2 separate regions of the Mus musculus genome follow, and region 2 is linked to region 1. Evidence: chromatin contacts called from public Hi-C data. All regions are on one chromosome and are shown on one strand. The core of a region is the stretch at or near the end of the contact, and the rest is flanking DNA. Distances in the headings are between cores, read along the strand shown.

Evidence for each region. Hi-C and Micro-C count contacts between places; a contact is called where the count stands out from the background.
Region 2: a contact with region 1 is called in a Hi-C map of muscle stem cells, with 2.1 times the contacts expected there. The contact joins two enhancer-like sites. A contact is called at or near these places in 5 of 484 Hi-C or Micro-C datasets (MC3T3-E1-derived osteoblasts, bone marrow-derived macrophages, cortical neurons and 2 more), 5 of 115 datasets of contacts at active chromatin or transcription factors (acute myeloid leukemia, craniofacial prominence, embryonic stem cells and 2 more) and 2 of 9 other capture datasets (adipose tissue and pancreatic islet).

The regions. Positions count from the first base shown.
Region 1 is chr13:62,941,026-62,947,285 of GRCm38.p6, reverse strand. No RefSeq gene overlaps it. Among named protein-coding and RNA genes, the nearest start is that of Aopep, 21 kb to the left of the region's middle. Within about 2 kb of position 2,800, at least 25 of the 459 cell types and tissues checked have an H3K27ac peak or open chromatin away from gene starts, as enhancers often do. A contact at or near this core is called in acute myeloid leukemia and muscle stem cells, where this site is marked.
Region 2 is chr13:63,275,115-63,281,208 of GRCm38.p6, reverse strand. The region is part of intron 13 of Aopep (aminopeptidase O); the gene reads right to left. Among named protein-coding and RNA genes, the nearest start is that of Gm16907, 19 kb to the left of the region's middle. Within about 2 kb of position 2,183, at least 194 of the 459 cell types and tissues checked have an H3K27ac peak or open chromatin away from gene starts, as enhancers often do. A contact at or near this core is called in acute myeloid leukemia and muscle stem cells, where this site is marked.

The sequences.
Region 1 (6,260 bases), core at 1,551-4,050:
TCATATACAAAGTGGGGTGCATTTTGTGCATAACCTCTGCACACACCTTACAATTTAAACCATCTCCAGATGACTTATAATACTTGACATGGCTCAAGTTCTATATAAATACTAGTTGTACTGCTCAGAGAACAGCAGCAAATTAATATGACTGTCCATTTCAGCATGCATGCAATTTTTTTTCTAAAATTTTCAGTTCATAGCTGATTGATCCATGAATGCAGAACTCAGAGATATGGAGGTCTGCTCTCAACTATATTATATTTGGAAGGATAATCAAAGACCGGATAATTCTCATCTAACTGATAAACAGTGGGAGCTGAAGGAAGAGCTGGAAGAGAGCCAAATAGACACCAACACTTTTCTTACCAGAGTTGGTAAATAGTCCAAAGTTTGGGCGAGCAGTGATTCAGTGGTTAAGGGTACTTGCTGTTCTAGCAGTAGCCTGGGTTTGGTTCCCATCACCCGTGCTCGCAACCACTTATAACTCTAAGTCCAGGGGATGTGGAGCTCTCTTAGAGTCTCAGTGGACACCCATATGTGTGTGATATACATAAACTCATGGAGCCCCACACAAATACACATACACCTATTTTTTAAAAAACTCTAAAGTTAAATCAAAGAATTGAGAAATAAACTTGGAAATATGATACAAACCACCAGAAGAAGTAAGTACCCAAATCTTATTTTTACTGATTGGGGTGATTTGAATATGCTTGGCCCAGGGAGTGGCACTATTAGGATGTGTGGCCTTGATGGAGTAAGTATGGCTTTGTTGGAGGAAGTGTGTCACTGTGGGGGTGGGCAATGAGACCCTCCTCCTAACCACATGGGAGTCAGTCTTCTGACTGCCTTCGGGTCAGGATGCAGAACTCGTGGCTTTTTCTCCACAAGCGTGCCTGTCTGGGTGCTGCCATGCTTCAAGCCATATGGATAATGGATTCAACCTCAGAACCAGTAACCAGCCCCTGTTAAATGTTGTCTTTATAAGAGTTGCCTGAGTTATAGTGTCTGTTCACAATAGCAAAACTCTAAGTAAGACGCTGTTTAGAACGGAGTGGGGGGAGTGGTCAGCTGAAGACACTGATTCCAGCAGGAGCTGCAGAACCTTGCTTGCTGTTGTGTGCACAGGGACTGTAATGAAAAAGAGACATAAAACTTGGCATCATGGTGTTCCATAATCCCAGTTCTCAGGAGGTGAAGATGAGAGGACTATGAGTTTGAGTCCAGCCTAGAAATAGAGTAAAATAATAAATAATAAATAAATAATAAATAATAAACAAATGAGTTATTAAAGTACTTCTTTAAAAAGCATGAGGACCCGAGTTCAATCCTCAGCACCTATGTAAAAATCTGTGGAGGCAGAGAAAGGCGGGCCCTAGGGCTTAAGGGGCAACCTAGGGAGTATAAGGGCTTGAGGGCCAGCATAATTGACAATGTCCAGGTCCCAGTGTGATAGCCTGTCTCAGGAAACAAAGGAGATGGCACCTAGGAATGATACCCAAGGTTGGCCTCTTGCCTCCACCCACACATTCACACACACTTGTTCTCCTGTAAGGACACACCTGCACATCAACACTCAGCTGCACACCCCCTCACGCACACTCCAACGTAAAGATGGTGCTACTGAAATACAAAGATATGTTCAGACTCTTTAGGAAAAGCAATCCACGTTCTCAACATGAATGGTTCTGTGAGCTTTCAGAAAGTCAAGTTAGAATTGTTCATACTCATTTTGTGTTTCAAATACTTTAGAAACTACTCCGGAAAAACTCAAACTACCAAAACAAATACTTTAGAAGGGGGAGGTATGGGAAAGGAAGAGGAAAATCAGGTCCAAGCCCACATCCTTAATCCCGGCCTTTCAGAGACCCCCTCCCTGTCCTCCTGGCTTCCTGTGGTTCCCAGCCTTGACCCCTCTTACCTAAAGCTCATTTATCTCACTATAAACGACTCACCATTTTTCACTTCATGTCACTTTGCATCTGTATCGGGTCTTTTCAGACACTGTAATGTTATCTCGGTATAATGCACGCCAGTTGCTGCATTTCAGAATGGGATGCCATTTACTTGGGTAATGAGGGAGGGTGCTGCTTTCACTGAAAGCCGGAGGCTTTGGTCTTAGTATCAATAACACTCCTCCATCTCAGAGGAGAGCACTTAGCATAGCACACTCACAGAGCAGTTGCTGCCCGTGCACAGATAAACTCAAGCTGGGAGTGGGTGACCTGCTTTGCTTTCTTTCTGTTTCTGGTATGAACTTGTATTTTCCTTTCCAGACAAGAGGCATTAGGGTTCAGCCTGTTACCGTGAACTGCAAGCTTTCGGAGTATACAGAGGACCCTTGTAGGGTTAGAGAGTCACATTAAGCGCAGATGTACTTTATAACGGACTGACTCCAGCCCCGTTTGCCTTTTGGGGAACTTGGTATATTCCCTCCATCAAGCCTTTCTCATTGGCGGATTTCTTCCAGTCCATCCGGTTTCACACAATCCCAGAACTACATTCATTTGCTAGGGCACTGGTACACGGGCAGAGGGTCAAGTGGTCGGGCGCGTGGACCAAGTTGAGCCTCCTGTGTTGGAAGCCCGGTGGGGAACACCTGGTATCGTACCCCCTCTCATCCAGAAAGGGATCAACATAGACTAAGCCCTCACAGTTGCATCTGCGGTGTTGAACTGTAAATGACAAGGACAGTTTGTGACTCCTCCGAAGGAAGCCAAGCATCTGGAAGGCTGCTTGGACCTGCTCCTCATTTATGCCAGATAGTTTTGTAGTTAACACTGGGTTCCGGTCTGCAGCAACTGGAGCCGCACAGGGGGGGAAATACGTACTTCTATAGAGAATGACGTATGTAGCTGCTTTCTCCCCCTTTAAGTCATGTCAAAATCTGCTTTTGTGGCAACTGAAAGCTAATAGTTAAACACACACACACACACACAAAGACAGTCCACCTCCAAACTGTTCGAGTTTTCCTCATGAATTCTGAACACCTGCTGCCTTCTCCTGGCTGGTCAGTGTAAAATGAGCTTGGGACGTGCAAATAGGACTTCTGTAAAAACACTAGCATCTCCAGGAGAAAAATTCCTTTGTTGTCAAGTTCAAGAACTCTTTCTGTTTGAGAAAATGACCCTGGGTTTTATAGACAAGATGACTGATGATTCTGAAACAGAAAAGCTGGAACCTGTGCACCGTTAACAGGAAGCTGAGAAAGTGGCTGACTGGATAGTTTGCTCTTCTTTGGTCAGAGGAAAGTGCCCTAACTTTCACATAAACCTACCTTTGTAATTATTTTGGAGTTTTATTTCCACTAGTGGATATTTGTTCCTTGACCACCCAAGAGTTCTTCTCTGCTGGCAGCACTTTAAAATCCTCTCAGGAAATCTCTTTCATTCTGCAAGTTGATGTTGGGAGCTGGGGGGCAGAATTTGTCCTACCTCCTGCTCCAGAGGTAGGCTATGGTGGCCAATAAAAATCTGGATTTCCAGTCAACCTAACCAATAACCCAATGTTAGCCCTGGAGACACAAAGGGCATTTGTCAGGAAAGCATGCTTCTGCCTTCTTCCACAAGTGCAAAACCCGAGCCAAACAAAACAATATCACAAGTCATTCTTCCTCCGAAGGGGACACGTTGGGCCTGGAGTTGCTGCAGACAGGAAGGAGGAACTATGTGGTAACTGAGGATGCAGTTAAGACAGACAGCAACCAAGACCTTGGACTTCCAGCTTTCTGCATCCTTGTTTGGGCCTGCCAGATCAAGCTTTCTTTGAGGCCAGCACCTATGCAGACATTTCCATTATGTAAGCCAAGAGACTCGCTTGACTGTTTAAGCCAGGGCGAGTTGGCTTCCCTGTTGCTGATGACAAAATAGCCTTGGATAATACAAGCCCCTTGCTTCGAGCCTTTCATATCCCCCACTGTCTATAAAAACAAGTTAATGGATGTTTGTAGACTTGGTTGTAGTGCTAAGTGTCGTGGTATGTAAGTATGCCCAGTTTCACTAAGATGTATATATTAAATTTGTACAGCTTTCTTTCTGTGTCAATGATATCTCAATAAATGTTTTTTTTAATAATTAAAAAAAAAAGTTTAAAACCTTTAGCTTAGCATCCAAGACAATACAAGACTGGTACAACGCCAATCTATTCTAGCCAAACTAATCTCATTTTACTTCACAGAATCTTGTTCTTTTCTGGGTATTATCCCTCCTTCAAGGTTACTGTCCTTAAACATCACACACACACAGAGAGAGAGAGAGAGAGAGAGAGAGAGAGAGAGAGAGACTGTTTAAATATATTACATACATGTATAAAATGTTGTAATTGACCTTATTATGTATACTCGATTTTTTTAATTAATTATTCTTCTCTCATACAATACATCCCAACTCCAGCTTCCCCTCCCTCCACCCCTCCCAGTCCCCTCCCCACTTCTCCTCTCCCCCAGATCCACCCCATCCATCTCCCTCCCCCATCCCCACCCCCAGGAAAGAGCATGCCTCCCAGGGATGTCACTGAATAGAGCACGAGATACAATAAGATCTGGAACAAACCTTCACAGTAAGGCTGGGCAAGGCAACCCAGTAGGAGGAAAGGGGTCCCAAAAGCAGGCAAAAGAGTCAGAGACTCCCCGATACTCATTGTCAGGAGTTCCCAAAAGTAAAAAACAAAACAAAACAAACAAACAAACAAAACTGGATGGAGCTTGGGAACTCTTATGGAAGAATAGGAGAAAGGACTATAGCTCCTAGGGGATAGGAACTCCACAGGAAGACCAACAGAAGCAACTAACCTGGACCCTTGGGGCTCTCAGAGTCTGAACCACCAACCAAAGAACATACATGGGCAAGACCTAGGCCTCCCTGCACATATGTAGCAGCTGTGCAGCTTAGTCCTCATATGGGTCCTGAAGAACTGGAGCAGGGGCTATCCCAAAAGCTGTTGCCTGTATCTGGGATATGTTCTTCTAGCTGGGCTGCCTTGTCTGGCCTCAGTGGGAGAGGAAGTGCCTAGCCTCATAGAGAATTGAAGTGCCAGAGTGGGGGGATGTTCAGGGGGGGGCCTCCCCTGCTCAGAAGACAAGGGAGTGGAGGATGGGGGCAGAATTGTGGGAGGGGTGACTAGGAGGGGTCAGTGAGTAGGATGTAAAGCGAATAAGTAAAAAATAAATAAATAAAGACAAACAAACAAACAAAAATTAACCATCATTAATTAGTCAAATTTTGTTAGTGGACTATATCTCTTAACCCCTCAAATCCCAGTGCCCATGGAAACAGATGAAGTAAGCATATTTAATGAATACATCGTTACTTTGAAAGCACACTAGGGGTTTCTTAGTCATAAATGTATATTAAATGGTCATAAAATATAAACTGGTGATTCAAAAGCCGCCTGGACCGGGTAAGTCGGCCAAGTAGGTGTGCAGTTTGACAACCCTAGTGCCCTATATTGACGTCCATATTCTATATTGACGGCTAGGAATGATGGCTGGCCACTCAGAAGGCACCCAGATCAAACCGTCTGCAGAATGCCTGTGTGTATGGTGCTGGCAAGGCATCTTCTCCCACCCACCTTCTCCTCCCCTTCTTGAGGTCCGTTTACAAAGTGAAGAACCCCTCCCCACGCCCCCATGTTCTGCATGGCCTCCGCAGAGGTTTTTTTTTTTTTTTTAAACTCCTTAAAGCTTTACGGCACTCTGTGGTCTATTACCTTTGCATTCTTTCGTGATCTATACTGCGGTGGAAACAGGCTGTCCTTCACATTTCATAGCCCGGGTGTTTAATGACATCACTCTGTGAGACGAAGGCAAAGCCATAAGAAAAATCCAATTTGGCCCACTCTAGCCCCAGTTGCCTTAATTAGTCTCCATTTTTAATGCAATGAAAGGAATAAACCTCAAGACGGCCGGCCAGGAAAATTATAAGCTTTCAGGTACACTGGGTTACAGTCATTTTTTTTTTCCTGCAAATGTCATTAAGCCACTGATTTACTCTCTATCTTCAGAACACAGATGACAAGGAGAAAAACAAGAGACTCACATAAATTTTTAAAAAGGCATTAAATTACACTCTCCGGTACCATCCCCTGTCTTGACATCCTCTTTCCAGGCAGCGTCTGCTCTTCCTTTCTTTGTGTTCTGCCCGACCCTCACCGCGAGCCTTTTGGGTTTGTTTTTTTGTTTGTTTGTTTGTTTGTTTGTTTGTAAAACACAGCCATGTAACATGGCACCAGTCCAGCCCCACACCGTACCACGAGGCTGC
Region 2 (6,094 bases), core at 934-3,433, 330 kb before region 1:
CCAACACTAGGTCATCAGAGGGTGCCTACTAATACCATGATTTTAACTGCCAATTTCTATTACTCAAAAGACATTAACTTTTCAGCTTCTCTCCTCATGCCTCTCCTTTTTGCCCTAAAATACACGCTTTGTCCAAAGGCCAAGCTAGACACCCTCTTGCGCAGTGTTTTCCCTCGGGCCCCAATTAAGGCCCCTTTACCTCTAGCCACCTCACTGCTTCTCTTGTTTTGCTGTGGCAGTCAGTGGCTAAAGTCACCCATATGCCTAACCTGAGTATCCCTCCTGGGTTAAGTCACTGAACACAACTCCAGCTTAAAAGTCTGCGACTTGCTAACATGGGAGCCCAAGTGGATCTACACCTGCGCAGTGTTTTTCTTCCAAGCAGAAAGCTCACAACCCCACACGAACAGAATCGAAAGGATCACGGAAAGCTTTTGTTGTCACAAAATTGAGGCAATGGAAACATTTAGAGCTAAGCCCCCTGATTTAAGTTGGACAACTGAGATGGGAGGGAGGGCTGGAGGGGGAGTGCATATGCACTCAAACCTTTAGGGCTGTTTCCCAAGTTTATCTGGCTCTAATTAAAAGGCAGGAAAGAGTGAGGGTACACACCCCTCCAAGGAATCCATCCTCCTCCATTCAGTAGGGTACAGACACTCTCGTGCAAGAGCAGGCTTGTTCAGAGGCAGGCAGGACACAAGGCACAGCCATGCTGAACATTCCTTCCTAATGCGGGAAGAACTGTGCTAGTCTGGTCTTTGTAGAATGGACTGAGAGGAAGCACTCTGTTAGTAAACAACCTATCGCCACCTGGTTCTCCAATCCATGGGAAAATGTAGTCTCTAAACAATGAAGAAAGACAAATCTGTGACCTAATGCTGTTTTCAGCCACATTTAATAAAACTATCATTCATTCACAAGTAAATATTATATCACAAAAAAAGGATTAAAGACTTGAAAAGAGGATATGTTAAAGGAAAAATATTTTAATAGAGTGAACGTCTTTGTAAAATACATATTTGCTCCCTGTCGAGCCACCCTACAGCAGAAAAGAAATAATACACGATAAATGCTTGCAAAGTGACTGAACGATCTCAAGTACTTGCAAATGTGCTGGGAGGCAGTGCTGTGCCGCCAGTGGGCTGTCCTGGCAGCAGGCACAGGAGACATCCCACTTCCACTCACAGGGAAGTCAAATGAACTTTCACATAACTTTGGGTCCATCTGTGTGCTATCACGGAGGTACTGCAAGGGACACAGAGGGTGTCAGATGTACTATGGAGTCATCAAGAAAAAACAGCAGTGTCCCTGAGCATCCGGGCCCCAGGGAAGCCGGCGTGATATATTACAAGACCAGCCTGCTGTGAGACTGACACCCACCATTCAGTTGCAAAAGGAGAGAAAATTCTTTCTTTTCATAAACAATGATATATGTTATTATTTCCCGTAGAGAAGGCCTTGCAAAAATGCATCTGCCTTGGAAACGCAAGACAAAATAAGGCTATGAGCTGCCCAAATCAGATAGGTACTTAAAATCAACAGCACAGCCCTGTAAAACTTACTCAAATGAACACACGGAGCAGTATGTAACGGGAAGCAAATCAAGTGCAAGCGTTATTAACGACGGTGGAAATCTGTACTCTTGCCATTAACACTTAAGATTTCATAGTTGTTAATTTTGAAGAAATACACAAAGAAAAAAGTTAACTTCGTTTGCCCCCACCCTCACGACTTAGAAATTGAGGAAAGCGGCACAAGTCTGAAGTTTTAAAGTTTCTTGAAGAGAAAGTGTGAAATTTCTAACCCCCAGCCCTGACCCATGTAAAAGCAGCACAAAGAAAACCAACCCTGGGCTCTTGTAGGAGCCCGAGTGTCTTTACAGGAGTCAGGGGTGGGAGTGGGTGGGGGCAGGGATGGATGTCACTCTGAGCTCCCTCCCAGAGGACAATCCATCCACACAACTGCAGCCCCTGCTTTCTCTTCCATTAGCACAACACAATGCAGAAGAGCAGACTTACCTCCCGGATTAGGAATGCCACAGACAAGACAAGTCTCACCACGAAGCTTCCCCAGGCACAAACATCAGGACTGCAGCTGGCATGCCTTGAAGGCCAAGGGGAGCCCTTGAGCCCCTCCCTGGCCGCCCAGCTGGCGCACAGCAGTGGCTGTATGGGGAAGGAAGTCAGTGTGGCTCCAGACGGAGAGAGCCTGAGACTAATGCAGCCACAGACTGACAGTGGCGTGAGTTCTATTATTACCCCATTATCACTCTGGGATCTGAGCCTAAATGAAGCATGCTTCCTCCCTGGTGCCATTTCCTTTTATCCTGGCTGGAGACTAAAAGCGGATCAATGGGGCAATAATGTATGATGTCACTTCCATTATAGCAACAGCCTCCCCGCCTCTTTCAGTCTGTCTGAAACGCACAGAACGATCAATTCTTCCCAAAAATGGTTAAAAAATGCTTTGGGAGCATGCATCTTCCAGAAAAGCATTCTCTGCTATATTTGTCTATGTTACTTTGGCAGGAACTGTTTACACAGAACAAAACAGAAGAAATGAGGGAGGGAGAAAAATCTCAAATTCTCCTGTAGGCTGGAGACTTGTTGGCTGGAATTCAACCCAAACAGGGGCCAGGGGCCAGGGCAGAATGCCGCTGACCTCTGAGAGTCATGTGCAGAAGGTGAAGGGTGACCTCACGGATATAAAACACCTTTCATTGTATAAGGTACTCTGAATCTGGAAAATTCCTTGCTACCTTCTCCAGGAAGCACAACCACTACCCTGCAGGCCTGAAGGCCACCCACTCAGGTCCATGGCTGCCTGCCACAGGTAAAGGACACATGTGGACGGAAGGAAGACAGGCACCACTCTGAGACTTAAAATAAAACTCCATTGAGTGAATTTTCACTTATAAGATTCTTGCCGATAGCGTGAGATAAGGATACCATGGAGAGAAGTTCCCCAAACAAGAGCAGGAACTTCTATTTCCTCAGGATCCAGAGAGAAACAGAAACAGGAGCCAAAGGAAGCCATGGTCTTCTCTGCCTGTCAGGAAAGGGCTTCCTTTCCTGTTGGGATTCACACAACAGGCAGGGTAGGCGTATTAAGCCTGCTCTTCGTTCATGGGTAATGTCTGTGGGACCTCCGGACAGAACTAAAGTGCCTTCCACGCATTAGAAACTTAAAGAGAAACAGCTGCTGCTGCTGCTGCTGCTGCTGCTGCTGCTGCTGCTGCTGCTGCTGCTGCTGCTGCTGCTGGAGGCAGCAGAAAAATGGTTCTCCACATCGGTTTTTGTTTTAATCGAACTTTAAAGAACTGCCTAAACCTAAGACTAGCTAGAACACTGAATGTGAATCTTGTTTGCATTATTTTGAGGGTAAAAATGGAGGTTGCTAGCAAATGAAGGTTATCAAATAATGAAGAGTGAAAATATTTTCTTTTCAAATTATAGAACTCACCACCAGGCAGGCAACCCTCCTAGTAGTGTCAGTTTCTTTTGGCTACCAAGCATCTTCAGAGCTACACTCTGCAATGACCACTGCAGCAACAAATATTCACAGAATCCATGGCATTAGATGTTTGAGACACGTTACTAATAGCTTGAGATATGTGAACTTGTAAGTCATCGTTTGATCACAGCCCCTCCAAACTGCTACCACAGGATGAAAGAGCATGATAGCCGCCAAGAACAGGTGGGAGCTAAAGTAGGCTGTGGCACAGAGAATCACCATGCTTCCAAGTGGGAGCGTCAAATTGTAAAATGTGTTATTATTTGAACCTTTGTTAGAAGTATTACCCATGCTTCGAGCAATGTGACATCAAGCATATCCTGTGAACTGCAGGAAACCAGAGCATTGGGGCCAGCTGGGTCCTACCACCATGTGTCTACTACTATTTTATGCCACTGTGTATTTCAGAAACTAAATTAAGCTAAATGCTCAAATTAAAATTTTCCAAGGACTTTACAAGAAACATTTGAAGTTTTCTCATCTGCCTGCCTAGAATCTACCAGGTCCACAGTGATGGGACAGAGGGGTACACTCCCACTACTTCACTCTTCTGGGAAGAACCGATTCAAACAAGAAGTCCCAGAGCGCTACAGGCTATCTTCCGTCCTGCTGAAGGTCCCGAAGCACAGCACTTTTATGTATCAAAGAGCACTTTCAACTTCTTGTGTTCAGAATTTGATAAACTTTGAACTTCTAATTCATAAGCAGTGATATCTTAATTCTAAATTCTTGTTATCTACCAATTCATCTCAATGTAAATTCCAGGACGGGAATAAATGCGTTTCTGTTATCAAACCTTTCAGCTAGTTCTGAGTTAAAACACAGTGTTGTAGCCACAGAGTGGATAGTATAGCTATTACAGAGAAGGGGTGAGAGCTGTTATCAGAGTAGAGAAAGTCCAGCATAAAATGTAGAACATTTGGGTAAAATACTTCTTTCTTCTTTTTGAGACAGGTTCTCATGCAGCCAAGGCTAGCTTGAAGCTGCCCGTGTAACAAAGGTAGGGAACAGTGACTTCTGATGCCCCTACTTTCACTTCTGGGGTTCTGAAATGATAAGCATGTGCCACCATGCAAGGAGTGTGCTGGCTCAGGTGTGTGTGTGTGTGTGCATTTGTGTGTGTGTGCATGTGTTCATGTATGTGTATGTGTGTGTGCCCATTCCGTGTACACGCATACATGCTAGGCAAGTATTCTACCAAGTCGCATTTCCATGACAAGTAAATAAATTTCTAAAGACCTAGAAGGAAGTTACAGTCAGTTTTGAGTGATCCACACACCCTTTCCTTTTTTACTTCCTACACCTCAGTCTGAAATATTTTCTTACTCCTGATGAATGACTGAAGGAATATAGTAGACCTTATGTAGTTCGGGCTGCATCTGTGAATGAAGTGCTGAGAAGGCAACCAGCAGCTTCTAAAATGCAGGACCAGCCATGAGCGGCTCCCCTATAGGGCACACAGCAAAATCGCTATGTTCATGACCAGGAACAGTATTCGCTGGCTTCAGTACTTTCACCCATAGGTCGGTGATATCTTGTTAAATAGAAAACGTGCTTCTGTGCAAGGAGGTGTTTGCTGTGCAAGATTGCTAAACAGGTTCAATCTACAGATCCACATGGGAGACACATGGCACAGTGTCCACACAGACATTATGCGTGCACACATAATAATGGAAGAAAAAGTTTAAACATGGAAGAATACTGTTTTCCAAATGCTTATAGATACATGCAAAGCTGTCATTTTAAGAAAATTATCAAATACTGTCTCTTTTTTTTTTCTCCATGGGAAAAATATAGTTAACTATAAATTCACTCAAGCCCAGAAATTTTTCTTATATTTCTCTATCTTCCCACATTACTATGTCAAAGTGAGATAACCTGTGTAGCCACGGGGTACAAATGTGCTGTTTAGTAAATAACTAAGTAGACATGAGATCCTTCGTGGCTGATTTTGGTGCAGTTAACTCTGCCTCCTGCAAAGCTGAAAGAATTGAGGTCCTCATATTCATGAACAAGAGCTTCAATTACTCTGGAAGCTATGCATCCTCTGAATGAGTGCTAACGTGCAGAATAGCCCACCTCCTACAGAAAACACCATCTTCAAAGTTGTATCACAAAAGCTAGAATCCTCAAGTTTAAACAGGACAGAGCACGCTCAAACACAACTCTTATTTTAAAGTTCGTCATGAGAATGACTGAAACTACATCTGTTTCATGTGCCCACCTACTCCCAGATTTCATAGTTAAATCATTAAAAAGAATTCAGTGTCCAACACGGCAAGATGGAGTAACAGGGTGACAACGTCTGCAAGAAGAGCCATCAATAAACAATTTAATGGTGTGAAAGAATCTATCAAGAGCAGATGTACAGAGCTGCAGGCAAGTGTTCAGAACAGAAGATTTGCTCTACAGTAGAACAAATTCAAAGAACTCAAATTTCAAATGTTCTGACCTAAAAGGTTTTATCAGCACTGTATGCGGCGGCTCCGATGTCTCCGATGCAGTGGACCAGGCTCAGTGAAGATGAGGGTCCACCGATGAAGAAACTGGACTACTGTATGAGGACCAGCATGCCTGGCCT